Regions from separate parts of the Sus scrofa genome. Here region 1 is linked to region 2. A link is a contact called in public HiChIP or PLAC-seq data. All regions are on one chromosome and are shown on one strand. Each heading gives the region's core, a stretch centred on a gene start, on an enhancer-like site or on the middle of the called end of the contact. The rest is flanking DNA. Distances are from core to core; before and after follow the strand shown.

Region 1 (6,582 bases), core at 333-2,832, 470 kb after region 2:
CAACTTTCAAGTTTATAAGCATAATTTGATTAATTCACTGAAGAACTGTTGATGGTATAAAGATGGTTATATTGGTTCCCCACTCTTAACTCCTATTACTGCTGCCTGTATTATTTTACTATTAGGGTAGATTTTCCCAAATACAACTATTTCTCCAAAGAAATTGACTCATCAAAGGCTCTTGAAGCAGAGTACCAAGTTACTTTTCAAACAATTTCTACTAGCAGTGTAGCATATAACGGTATAGTGCCCTCCTAAACACTATCTTTATTATTTCCTGTTCAGAAGTTTCAAAATTCTTCTTTAATTTCTATTTAAAATTTTTTTGTGGAGCTCCTTGGTGGCTCAGCAGCTTAAGGATCCAGAATTGTCACTGCCGTGGTTACAGCTATAGTGCAGGTTACATCCTTGGCCTGGGAACTTCATGCTGCAAGCAAAGTCAAAATTTTATAAATATATATTTTTTTCCTAATAACCATGAAAATTTTACATGTTTTTCCAACTCATTTTTTCGTTGATTATAACTTTGAGAGCGTGGATTTCACTCCTGTGAGAGAAAGAATCAGAAACCTGGAAAAGGAGCATTGGTCCAGGAGTCAGAAATCAGGGTTCTACTGCCAGCCTTCCCTTTGTTAACTCCTTCCATGGTTTACTCCCCCAACCACAGCCTTTGTCTTTGCCCAGAATGCTCTTTTCTTATTTCCACACCTGGCTCTTTCTTCGCCTTCAGGGTTTAGCCCAAATATCACTCCCTCTGACAGGCCTTCCCTGCCTCTCCATCACATTCATTCTGTTTTTCTCTTCTGAGCATCTATCTCCGCCAGAAATTAGGTTAACTTGTTCTTTTTCTATCTCTCCACTCACTCCCTCAAGGCCACAACCCAGCCTCTGGTAGATTAGACATTATCAGTTGAGGAATGACACATAAGTAGGTCGCAGGAAGCTCATCTTAAAAGGGAGGTTAATTAGACAAATGTGAGCCAGTTTAAGTGGAACACCCTCTACACCATGCCAGGGAGCTCCGGGGTTTCCGGAAACTTCGAGGGAGGGAGTCTTAAAAGGGAATTAACGAGGGGATGGACAGTCAATGAGGAGAATCTGTGTGGTGCAGTCTTTCTACCAGTTGGAGAGTGCAGGAGACCATAGCGCCATGCTTTAAGAGAGAGGAAGGCATAGAGCCATTTGGAAGAGTTTCCTTTCTTTTCTTTCTTTTTGGACATGGGAACCTGCTTGAAAACAAAGAAAGAAGACGAAGAGGCCCGAACCGAGGGCAGACTCCGAGCATCACCAATGGGGTCTGACGTTGCCCACACGAGGTGCCATCACAAACACCGTCCTCCTTTCTCTCCCGGATGTTTCCTCAGAGCACTGAAAAGGCTTTCAAAATACTAAATGCAACTGATGTCTTTTTTTGAGTTAAAAAACAAAACCAAAACAAAACTTCTCAAAGTATACAGACATAGAGAAAAGTGACCGGAAGCAGCTTCCCCCAGCTCCACCCCCGCTTTCGCAAGGGTTTCGGCCTTCCAGGCCCAGCACTGGGCGGTGCGTGACCGCTGACGCCAGCGATCTCAACTACGCAGGCGCGAGGGCGGGCTCCCGGCAGGGGGTGGGGGAGTCGCGCGCCAGGGCAGGTCGCGCGGGAGCCGGGCGCTGGAGCGCAGGGGCTGCAGGTCGGTGGGAACGGAAGCCAGCTCAAGAAGGAAAGGAAGCCAGAATGGCGACACCGAGCAAGAAAACGTCTACACCAATCCCCCTGGCCTCCAAGAGAGCTCTCCCCAGAGATCCCTCGTCGGAGGTCCCGAGCAAGAAAAAGAGTTCGGCCCCGCCGGCGGCGCCGCCTCCACTGCCGCTGCAGTCTTCAGGGCCTTTCGTAGAAGGCTCTATCGTCCGCATCGCGATGGAGAACTTCCTGTGAGTGGCCAGAGGCCGGGCTGGGGAGGCGAGCGGGCCCTCGGGCTGGGGGCGCAGGCTGCATGCGTGCAGGGGTAGGTGGGTGGATGTGTGCCTGGCTTGTGGGTTTAACAGTAAATTCGTGCTGAGATTGCCGTCAGGAGTTTTATTCGTCGGCCATGAAGATTGACGTGTGTGTCGATGTGGTAGGAGTGTGTCTTGGGTGATATGTTTTTTTTTAATTCTTAACGCCAATGTTGTTTGAAGACGTCATATGGCGGGCAGTGGACGTAGTAGGGATTCGATCTCTGCCCCCTGGGAGTCACAGCCTGTAGAGGTAGGACGTAATCTGTAATTGGCAAAACTGTGGTTCTTGGGAACTCAGAGGAAGCAACAGTTAAATCAGAACGGCAGTGATGCCGTGACAGATTCGTGAAGAGTAGGCAGTTGCTAGGTGGACAAAGATGGTGAAGGTTTCCTAATGGAGGTTGAAATGTACCTGAAAATTAAGCCTTACTCTCAGTTATTGCGCTCCCAGAAGACCCTTGACCCTTTCAAATCTGGCTTTCTGGTTCCTTTTTTATCCCTTCAGACAACTAACCATAATACTCACTGTAGAATTTTTAAATATGTTTTAACACAAATACCGTGTATCTGTTTAGCACCTTAAAGTTCATTTAAGATTTATTTTTTTTTAAGCTTGCGCAGAGTAACATAGGGAAAACAGAATTGCAGTAACATTACTAACATTATTTTTCAAACATCTGTCATGTGCTATAGAAGTAGGTGCTTTATTTACACAATGCTCTCATTCTTTCCTGGTAACAACTCTTTATATTATTTCCATTGATAAGCTCAGAGGTTAATTTGCCCACGTTTACACAGCTAATAAGTAGCGGAATTGTTGTTTGAATCCAAATCAGGAAAGATAAATATAATCAAACGAAGTATTTGCCTTAATAACATATGTGCATCAGGATGCAAGGGGGGAGCAATGGCTAAAATGGTTAATTTTGTCCACAACTGTGAGAAGGGCTTTGTACTGGAGATTATGACATTCTTAAAAAGGAAGAGCATTGCTGACAGAAGGAATTACCTGAAATGGTTATGATTAAGAAGTTTCCAGTATTTTAATATGGTTAGAGCACAGGATGTGAATATGTGAACAGGGTTTATACTGAAGACAACTCTTGGGGGTCTGTGTTTCCTATGCTGAGGAATTCCAGTTCTATGCTGTAGGTTGCCAGGTTAAGTGCATGCATGACATGTGACATATTACTTCAGCAGCATTGTGAAGGATCATTTAGAAAAGGTGCAAAAGTGAAGGCAACAAGGCTTTTACAATACAAGGGCAGAGATGATTCAGAGTTTGACCCTAACGCTGGAAAGTGGGAGCAGAAAGAAGAGATTTGACAGGGTCCGGCTGCAGATTATTTGTGAGGCATGATAGTAAGGGAGGATGCAGCATTTTTCTTAAGTCTCTGCCTTGGAGAATTGGACATTTATAGTGGTATTCAGTAGAAGGAACAGTTTGGGGAAGATAATAAATGCCTTTTGGAACCTGTGACTTGAAGTTTCCTGTGGGACATCTAAAAGATTTCTGTAGGGAGGGTTTTTGGTTTTTTGCTGTACCCACAGCATGCAAAGTTCCCAGGCCGGGGATCAAACCCATGCCACAACAGCAACCCAAGCCACTCCCATGGCAACACCAGATCCTTAACCCACTGTACCACAAGGGAACTCCTATAGGCAATATTTCTAAGTGTTTGGAGCTTACTGGAAAATGTGAACAGGAGAGAGAATTGGAAATCATGCATATAAGTGGTTGTTGAAATTGCAGAAATGGTTGAAATTGCCCAAAAGGAAATATGATTGGGAATAGAAGACCAAGTACAGAGTCCTGGAGAAATCCCTGTATTTAAGGCCAGGCATATCTCACAGATTGAGAAGGAACTGTTCAGAGAAGTAAGAGGAGAACTGTGGGAGAGTATTATCAAAGAAGCCAAGGAAAAAGATCCAAAAACATCATTTGCTACTTTGAATTCAGATTACAGGAGAGAAAAGAACCCATGCATTTAGCAGTTAGGAAATCTTTGACTCTTTGATGAAGTCGTGTAGGCAGAAAACTAAGTAATAGAAGTGTGAATGAACGTGGGGAAATATAGCTTGAATGTGAAGAGGAGCAAGAAAAGGTAGTTGGAAAGTGCAAAGCTAGGTGAAGTTTTGTTTTATGTTCACAGTGGAGAGGTCTTTGAGGCATAGAAAACCAAAATGGCCAGAGAGAGTAGTCTAGGAAAGGATTTCCCAAGTCAAATGGGATTGAGAGTGGAGAGAGAGAGTGCTAGGCAGAAGGAATAGTGTGCACAAGGCTTAGAAAAAGAAGGAAGCATAAGGGATAGTCGAGAAACTGAAGGAAATTCTTTACGGATTGAATTTAGAGGTCTTATTAGAGCATAGAGGAAGAAGATAGTAGAAAAAGATGAGTTAGAGCTAAATTATGAAGGGTCCTATTTTTCTTTCTCTTTTTTTTAAACAAGTAATGTCAGATTTGTTTCTCTACCAACATGATTTGGTGATTGGATGAAGGAGTGGTAGTGTGGATAGAGGTGAAGGAGAAGGTAAGAATCAAAGATGATGCAAAACTAATGCCTTGATGTCATTCACTAAGAGACCGCAAGAGTGGCTTTAGATGGAAAAGATGGTGGGTTTAGTTCTCAATTTTGAAGTCTGTTATGAGCCATCCAAATAGCATTCTCGAGGTGGTAATTGCATTTATAGGTCACCTGACTTATAGATGCTACCTAAGACTGTGAAGAATACATGAGATAACAGCAGTAGCTCAGAAATTTAATGGTAGGAAATGCAAGTATTAAAAAATGGGGCTTCATGTGTTGGGATTAAGAAGTTCCAAGTCAGTTAATTTTCCAGATGTCTGAAATTCCCAAACTAGTTTTATTTTAACCATTGTAAAGAGTTGCTTTAAGACTCAGCTGTTAACAGAATAAAGCATCTGAAAAGATAGGTAGGTGCTGTGCAGAGTTATGGAGTTGGAAACCAGCCAGAAAATGCTACTCACCTGTATTTATTTTATTACCACCTGGCATTTCAGAATTATTAATTTCTTTGAGTATTAAAGTTGAAGTGTACTTGGTTAAAATATTTGGCAGGTTAGTAGCGGGCTAAGCTTTTATTCTTGGGGAATTAGTTGGCAGCTGACTTAAACTCTATGGGAACAGAACATTACTTATGGGTTCTAATTCAAGATATTCAAAGATAGGAGTTCCCATCTTGGCGCAGTGGTTAATGAATCCGACTAGGAACCATGAAGTTGCAGGTTCGGTCCCTGGCCTTCCTCAGTGGGTTAAGGATCCGGCATTGCCCTGAGCTGTGGTGTAGGTTGCAGACGCGGCTCGATCTCGCGTTGCTGTGGCTCTGGCGTAGGCCGGTGGCTACAGCTCCGATATGACCCTAGCCTGGGAACCTCCGTATGCCGCGGGAGCGGCCCAAGAAATACCAAAAAGACAAAAAAAAAAAAAAAAAAAGATATTCAAAGACAAGTTGGAAAGATATCTGAGTCAGAGTTTGCTTCACATTTTGCCCTAGTTGTCCCTGAGGACTGATAAGGATTAGATGCCGCTATTGCAGGTAGAGGCTAGAGAGCATGCTGCTTCCTGATATGAAGGAATATTACAGAAGTGCTTGGAGATGATACACTCCTCTTTCCTCCCATAGGAATAAAATTTATTTGAATATATGCTAAAAGTAGATCCTTTGGTGAATGTCTGACAGTATATTAAAGGAAATGGATATTATTTTTAAAATTAATAATAAAATGAAATTATTGAATTGATATATTTTCAGTATTCTAACTAGAATAAAGATAATTTGGATTGTTTTCAAGTATTAAACCATGAGAAGTTGCTAGTAAGCATTTTAATTCAAGAGAAATAAATAATCAGTTAACCTTTAGGTTATACTGACCCCCCCCCCAAAAAAAACAAAACAGAGTGAGAGAAATATAAATATAAGATCCACAGATTTAGGATGAGCTATGGCTTCATTTTTATAAGTATAATTTGTTTTAAAGTTATTTTATTTGTACATTAGCTTTAATACACTCTCATGTGTTAAAGAATAATATCAAACTTCGCTTTATTCAGCAAACTTTATATTTGAAGAAAAGCACATGAAGTCTTACTTCTCCATGAATGTTCTTTTTTTTAATTTTTATTTTTGAATGTTCTTATTTTAGATATGCATTATCACTTTTTCATTTCTCCCACTAACAGATTTTTCCCTCTAGTTGATTAATAATCTGTAAATTAACCTTACATTAAATTAATAAGGTTAGGTGGTTTTCAAAGGAATTTGAGGAAGCCTGTAATGTAAGAAAATGTGCTTTGGTAAGAAACTATCCTTCACTTATTATCTCTGCTTAGTAATATTACCTCTTTATAATTTAGAACATATGATATCTGTGAAGTATCTCCTGGGCCCCACTTGAATATGATTATTGGAGCTAATGGAACAGGGAAGTCCAGCATCGTGTGTGCCATTTGCCTTGGATTAGCGGGCAAACCTGCTTTCATGGGACGGGCAGATAAGGTGAGTTAACGTATGTTCTTTTTAACAAAATTCAAAGCCATGAATTGCTTTTAGTAACAAAGCAGTTTCTGTCTGAGGTCCTTG
Region 2 (6,675 bases), core at 12-2,511:
AGTTAAAAAGAATAATTCATGTGTTTCAGTTGAAAGAATAAAATATTAAAAATAAACTCCATCAGCAATTAAAGTGAAAATAATGTAAAACTGGATTCTGTGTTTCTTTCTTTTGAGGGGAGAAGGGATGAGGGAGAAAGGATGGGAAAAGAGCTACACTCTTGCTTTTTCCTTATTCTTTTGTATAATATGTAACATGCCTCTTCTTTTAAGTTTTCTTTTCACTCGTTACATGAAAGCCTAAGTGTCAGAAAGAAAGCAGTCTCTTCTTGTATCCATCCGGAGTAAAATGGAGAGGAAGGAGGGAAAGATACATGTGTCAGTTTTGTGGTGTCCTACTTAAAGAGGGCAGCAGTGTTCGAATAAAAAGAGTTAATAGGCTCCCTGTAACTATGAATCAGCTAATGCTAAAAAGTGTTGAGGTTTCATCTGCTTTACACCAGACCCAACCTGTGCCTACAGAAGCTACACTCTTGAGAATGCTCTGTTCGCTTTTAAAACAAAATGTCCCTCTACAATCTTGGGTTAGGTGAAGCGAAAGTCAAAAGCAGCCTGAAACTACCTCTGGCTAGTAACTGAGGGTCTTCTGGCCCATGGAGAGTACAGACGATCGGTAACCCCTCCTTACGAAGATCCGGGAGGAGCATCCAATGAGTTGAGTTAACAAAGCACACACAGACCCACAGTGTGTCTTTGCCCCTATACCTTAAATGGATGTAGGACATGGACTTACAGGTGAAGTCTTCCGAGTTTGGTGAACTCCTGGGAAAGGAGTGGTAGGGAGGAGAACCAAACAAAGTCACTACGTTTTAATTTTCTGAGGTCACTTCTAGGGACTCAACCGCAAACGCCTTCGGGTAGCGGAAAGCGGGCCCCGCGGCGGCCGACAATGGTCCAGCCCCGATCTAGCACTGTTCGCTCCCGAGAGGAGCGCGTGGGCCAGAACCCGCCGCCCGAGGTCGCCTCCAGGCTTGGCCCCGCCCCCGCCCGCCCCCGACGACCCCCGGAGGCAGCGCAGGCAGGAGGAGCTGCGGGCGCGCGACTCACATGTGTGGGTTCCTCCTGAAGGCATTGGTGATGTCCTTTACCACCCTTTGCACCAGCACCGCCACTTCTTCACTCGTCTCGGCCATGTTGGTGGCGGCAGCGGCGGCTCGCGCGCGCCTCCGGGAGAGCGCCGAGCCGCCCGCGGGAGTTCCGCGGGGAGCGCGCCCGTGTGCGCCGGTTTGGCTGCGCCCCCGACCCCGCTCCTCGGCCGCCGCGGAACACTTCCGGGTCAGCTACCCTCCCCCTCTCCGCACCGGGGGTGTGGTCCCTAGTGGGGCTCCGGTGGTTGGCTTGGTCCCGGACTTCCCAATTATTGGAGGAGATGGTGCTGCTGGTTTATTTACAGTTACTTCAGGTCGCTGTTGTACACATTTTGTTTTAATTTCTAGTCCACTTGGGGCTGAGGAGGGAGGGGTCCTAAGATCACTCCAAAGCCGGAGACTGGCCTGAACAATCCTCTCTCAGCTGTTCAGGAAACGAGCCAGGTCCCAGAATGCTCCGAGAAAGTTTAACCAAGAGTGAGAGCCCTGTTAAGCAGTTAGTCCCTTGGCACGGTATGAGAGCTTGTCTCTATTTTCTTAGTTGGAGAGATGAGGCCGCTCAGAGACGCTCTTGGTGGAATGAGTCCCAATCGGACCTTCTTGGTAACCTCATTTTGTACCTGCCTGCCGGTTCTGGCCACTGGGCAACTCTTTTCAAAAAGTTAATTTTAAAAAATTACTAAATGGATTAAAGGAAGAAAAAGGAGAATAAAGAAAAAGTTCTTTGCTGTCATGTTGAAAGTAGAAGTACAAAGCTGTTTTTCAGATCTGGTGTCCTTTGAATGGTGCCTGTTAATTTTGGAGTTAAAAAAACAAGGCCCGGTTAAGGTTTGTTCTTAATAACTATTTACCCTGCTACAAATAATTTTTATAAGAAAAACTGGCTTTCTATTCCGTTTGGATTTTGAAATGCCATAAATCAAATTTTCGTATATCAGATTTTCTTTCAACCTTCTCTGTTAGAAAAATCTGGCTGCTTTTGGTTCAGTTCCTTTTACTTAAATCCTTGAAGTGTTATCTTTTAAAAACTTTTTTTTTTTTTAAATGCAAGTTTAATGTGAATGTATGTGGAGCATTTGAAGTAGAGTTGGTGGTAGTGAAAGTAAAAACCATACACAGGAGGCAAAATTGTAAAGCAATGAATAAAAAATATAAATGAACTATATTCAGTGATTGATACTCCCTGTGGGTATGTTTAGAAAGGCAAGACCTGCTGTATCGACACTGGTCTTCTGGTTTTTAAAAGAGATAGAAGTTGCATAAAATTGTAAAAAGCAAGATGGAACATGTTTTAGTCAGGTCAAACAAACCCTAACTTGTTGGCAAATTCTCAAATGAGGCAGTAGATTGAATTCGTTTTTAGATTCCAAGCCCAAAGACAACCTCTAATGTCCTAATTACTCTTAAAATGTGATACCAATTCTGAAATGTTTTGAGTTCACTGATAGTCTTCTTCCTCTTCAAGGAATCAGAGCCTTGCATCCTTTCCTAATAGAAGTGGGAAATAAATCCTGACTTCTGGGGCAGATCTCAAAGAACTGCACTGAAATATAAATTTTTTTAAGAATTTATTTTTATCTTAAAAATTAGTGTGATTTTTTTGTTTCACTCTAATACATTTAGAGGGAAAAAACCAAACTTTGTCCCTAAATCTTGAAGTGAAATTGATATTCCAGGAAAGTAACACCTCTATGGTTCTGTGTGTCCCCTTCCCATATACACACACATATATGCACACACACCCTATTTATACTCATTTGAAAGGTGTGAATTATATGTCTCATGTTTCTTCTGAGTTCACAAATTGTATCACCCAATTATTAAAGATCTGCTATGTTTAGAATTCAAATTTTTTATAGTTAAAGTATACTGGAACTCTGAGCCAACCCTCTTATTTTCCAGGTAAGGAAGCTGAGGTTCAAAGAAGAATTGAAATTCATGTAACTTTAATAATGATACATGTATAAGAATAGGATATGATAAATTTAGCTTTTTTTTTTTTTTTTTTTTTTTTTTTGTCTTTTAGGGCTCACCCATGGCATGTGGAGGTTCCCAGGCTAGGGATCCTATCAGAGCTACAGCCACTGGCCTGTGCCAAGCCACAGCAATGCCAGATCTGAGCTACATCTGCGACCTACACGACAGCCGTGGCAATGCTGGATCTTTAAACTGCTGAGTGAAGCCAGGGATCGAACCTGTGTCCTCATGGATACAAGTCAGATTCATTTCTGCTGAGCCACGAGGGAAACTCCTAGTATGATTTTTTTGAGGATTCAAAGATTTATGTTCCGGCATCTGCAAAATACACATACTAGTAATGCGATATTGTAAGTAGCTTAACTGCACCACATTGGGAACTGATTAAATGACAGCAAATCTATATGCTGAAATACTATTTGGTCATTTAAAAGCACATTGTAACTAGAGTATATACCAAACTCTTAGGAGGAGGTATATTTATAGGAGAATTTTACTAAATAATGCAAAGAACAAAATATAATTTTTATAATAAAAGTTTTTAGGTGTTCCTGTCATGGCTCAGCGGTTAACAAATCTGACCAGTATCCATGAGGAACAGGTTTGATCTCCGGCTTGTTCAGTGGGTTAAGGATCCAGCATTGTGGTGAGCTGTGGTGTAGGTTGCAGATGTGGCTCAAATCCTGCTTGCTGTGACTGTGGTGTAGGCCAACAGCTATTGCTCTGATTCCACCCCTAGCCTGGAAACTTCCGTATGCCACAGGCATGGCCCTAAAAAGCAAAAAAAAAAAAAAAAAAAAAAATTTTTTTAGAGTATATGTTAAAATGTTGGATGCATTTATTTGTTGATAAGCAAACTATCTCATGCATACTAATTTTCTTGAAGATTGATTTTTAAAAATTTTATTTACATTTGATTTACAATGTACGTTAGATTTAAAATGTTGTATTAGTTTCGGGTGTACAGTAAAGTGAATCAGTTATACATATACCTATTCTTTTTTCCCATACAGGTTATTATAGAACATTGCATAGACCTCCCTATGCTACACAATAGGTCCTCGTTAGTTATCTATTTTATATATACCAATGTGTATGTGTTAATCCCATCCTCCTGATTTATCCCTTACCCCCAGGGTTTCCCCTTTGGTAACTATAACTTTGATTTTGGAATCTGTGAGTTTGTTTCTGTTTTATAAATTAGTTCTTTTATATCATTTTTATTAGATACTGCATGTAAATAATATCATATGGTATTTTTCCTTCTCTGACTTATTTCACTTAATATGATAATCTCTAGGTCCGTCCATGTTGCTGCAAATAGCATTGTTCTTTTTTATGGCTTAGTAATATTCCAATGTATATATTACCATATTTCTTTATCCAGTCCTTGGGTGATGGACATTTAGGTTGCTTCCATGTCTCGGTTATTGTAAATAGTGTTGCAAGGAATACTGAGGTAAATGTATCTTTTCAAGTTATGATTTTTTCCAGATAGATGCCTAGGACTGTTCCTTAATGGAACAGTACGTACATACCAGTTTACATTCCCACCAACAGTGTAGTAAGGTTCTCTTTTCTCCACACCCTCTCTAGCATTTATTGTTTGTAGACTTTTTGATGATGGGCACTCTGACTGGTGTGAGGTGGTATCTCAATGTAGTTTTGATTTGCATTTCTCTAATAATTAGTGATGTTGAACATCTTTTCATATGCTTTTTGTCCATCTGTGTGTCTTCTTTGGCAAAATGTCTTTTTAGACCTTTTGGCCATTTTTTGAATTGTTTGTTTTTTGTAAAGCTACATGAGATGTTTATATATTTTGGAGATTAATCCCTTGTGGTTGTTTTTTTGCCCATTCTGTGGTTTGTCTCTCTCTCTCTTTTTTAATCATTTCCTTTGCTGTGCAGAGCCTTCTAAGTTGAATTTGGTCCTATTTATTTATTTTTGTTTTTATTTTTATTACCCTAGCAGGTGGGCCAAAAAAGATATTGTTGTGATTTATGTCAGAAAATATTCTGCTTATGTTTTCCTATAGGGGGTTTAGAGTACCTGACCTTAACGTTTGGTCTTTAAAACATTTTGAGTTTATTTTTCTGTATGGTGTTAGAGAATGTTCTGATTTCATTCTTTTACATGTAGCTGTCCATTTTTTAGCATCACTTATTGAAGAGACTGTCTTTTTTCTATTATATAGTCTTGCCTCCTTTGTCATAGATTAGTTGATGATACGTATATAGGTTTATCTCTAGGCTTTCTATCCTATTCCATTGATCTGTATTTCTGTTTTGTGTCAGTACTGTACTGTTTTGATGACTATAGCTTTGTAGTAGAGTCTGAAGTCAAGACTGATTCCTCCAGTTCCATTTATCTTTCTCAGGATTGCTTTGGCTATTTGGAGTCTTTTGTGTTTCCATGAAATTAAAAATTTCTTTGTTCTAATTCTGTGAAAAATACCATTGGTAATTTGATAGGGATTATGTTGAATCTGCAGATTGGTTTGGGTAGTATAGTCATTTTTACCATATTGATTCTTCCAATCCAAGAGCTTGGTATATCTTTCAATTCGTTTGTCTTTGATTTCTTTCATCAGCATCGTGTAGTTTTCAAAGTATTGATCTTCTGCCTCTTTATGTAGGTTTATTACTAGGTATTTTATTTTATTTTTATTTTTTTGCTTTTTAGGGCTGCACCTATGGCATATGGAAGTTCCCAGGCTAGGTTGAATTGGAGCTGCAGCTGCTGGCTGATGCCACAGACATAGCAGTGTGGGATCAGAGCCGTGTCTGTGACCTATATCACAGCTCATGGCAATTCCAATTCCTTAACCCACTAAGCAAAGTCCAGGGATTAAACCCACATCCTTGTGAATACCAATCAGATTTGTAACCCACTGAGCCACAATGGGAACTCCAGTATTTTATTCTTTTTGATGTGATGGTATATGGGATTGTTTCCATAATCTCTCTCTTTCTGATCATTCATCGTTGGTGTATAGGAATGCAAGAGATTTCTGTGTAGTAATTTTTTTCTGTACAATTTTAGCAAATTCATTGATGAGCTCTAGTAGTTTTCTGGCCTCTTTTTTGATTTTGTATGTGTAGTATCATTTCATCTGCAAACAGTGACAGTTTTACTTCTTTTCCAGTTTGAATTCCTTTTATTACTTTTTCTTCTCTGATTGCTGTGGCTAGAACTTCCAAAACTATGCTGAATAAAAGTGGTGAGAGCAGATGTCCTTGTCTTGTTCCTAATCTTAGCAGAAATACCTTCAGCTTTCCGCCATTGAGAATGATGTTTTCTGTGGATTTGTTATATATGGCCTTTATTATGTTCAGGGAGTTTCCCTCTATGCCCACTTTCTGGAGGTTTTTGTCATAAATGGGTTTTAGATTTTGTGAAAATCTTTTTATGTATCTATTGAGATGATCAACCCAGGCTTTCAGAAAGCTCTGAGAACTTAAAGCTCATTAGAATTCAAAGCACAGTTATGTAACTTACTGAAACAAAAGGTTATACATCAAGTGATAATATCATTGGCAGTTTACACATCCATATCTGCACATACAAAGTGACTAGTGAGTCCAGGGTCATCATGGCCCCTTACAAA

Evidence for each region. HiChIP or PLAC-seq counts read pairs in DNA pulled down with a chosen protein or histone mark.
Region 1: a contact with region 2 is called in an H3K27ac HiChIP or PLAC-seq map of skeletal muscle, with 3 times the contacts expected there. The contact joins the promoter of SMC5 here to the promoter of PTAR1 in region 2. A contact is called at or near these places in 1 of 5 promoter capture datasets (liver), 4 of 47 Hi-C or Micro-C datasets (embryonic fibroblasts, heart right ventricle, liver and 1 more) and 1 of 2 datasets of contacts at active chromatin or transcription factors (skeletal muscle).

The regions. Positions count from the first base shown.
Region 1 is chr1:223,558,689-223,565,270 of Sscrofa11.1, forward strand. It overlaps SMC5 (structural maintenance of chromosomes protein 5), which reads left to right and starts at 1,583. Exons shown (of 24, transcript XM_021064744.1): 1 at 1,583-1,914; 2 at 6,357-6,498. The coding sequence starts at 1,718.
Region 2 is chr1:223,088,418-223,095,092 of Sscrofa11.1, forward strand. It overlaps PTAR1 (protein prenyltransferase alpha subunit repeat-containing protein 1), which reads right to left and starts at 1,262. Exons shown (of 7, transcript XM_005654497.3): 1 at 1,048-1,262. The coding sequence starts at 1,133. It also overlaps a transcript of C1H9orf135 not described here.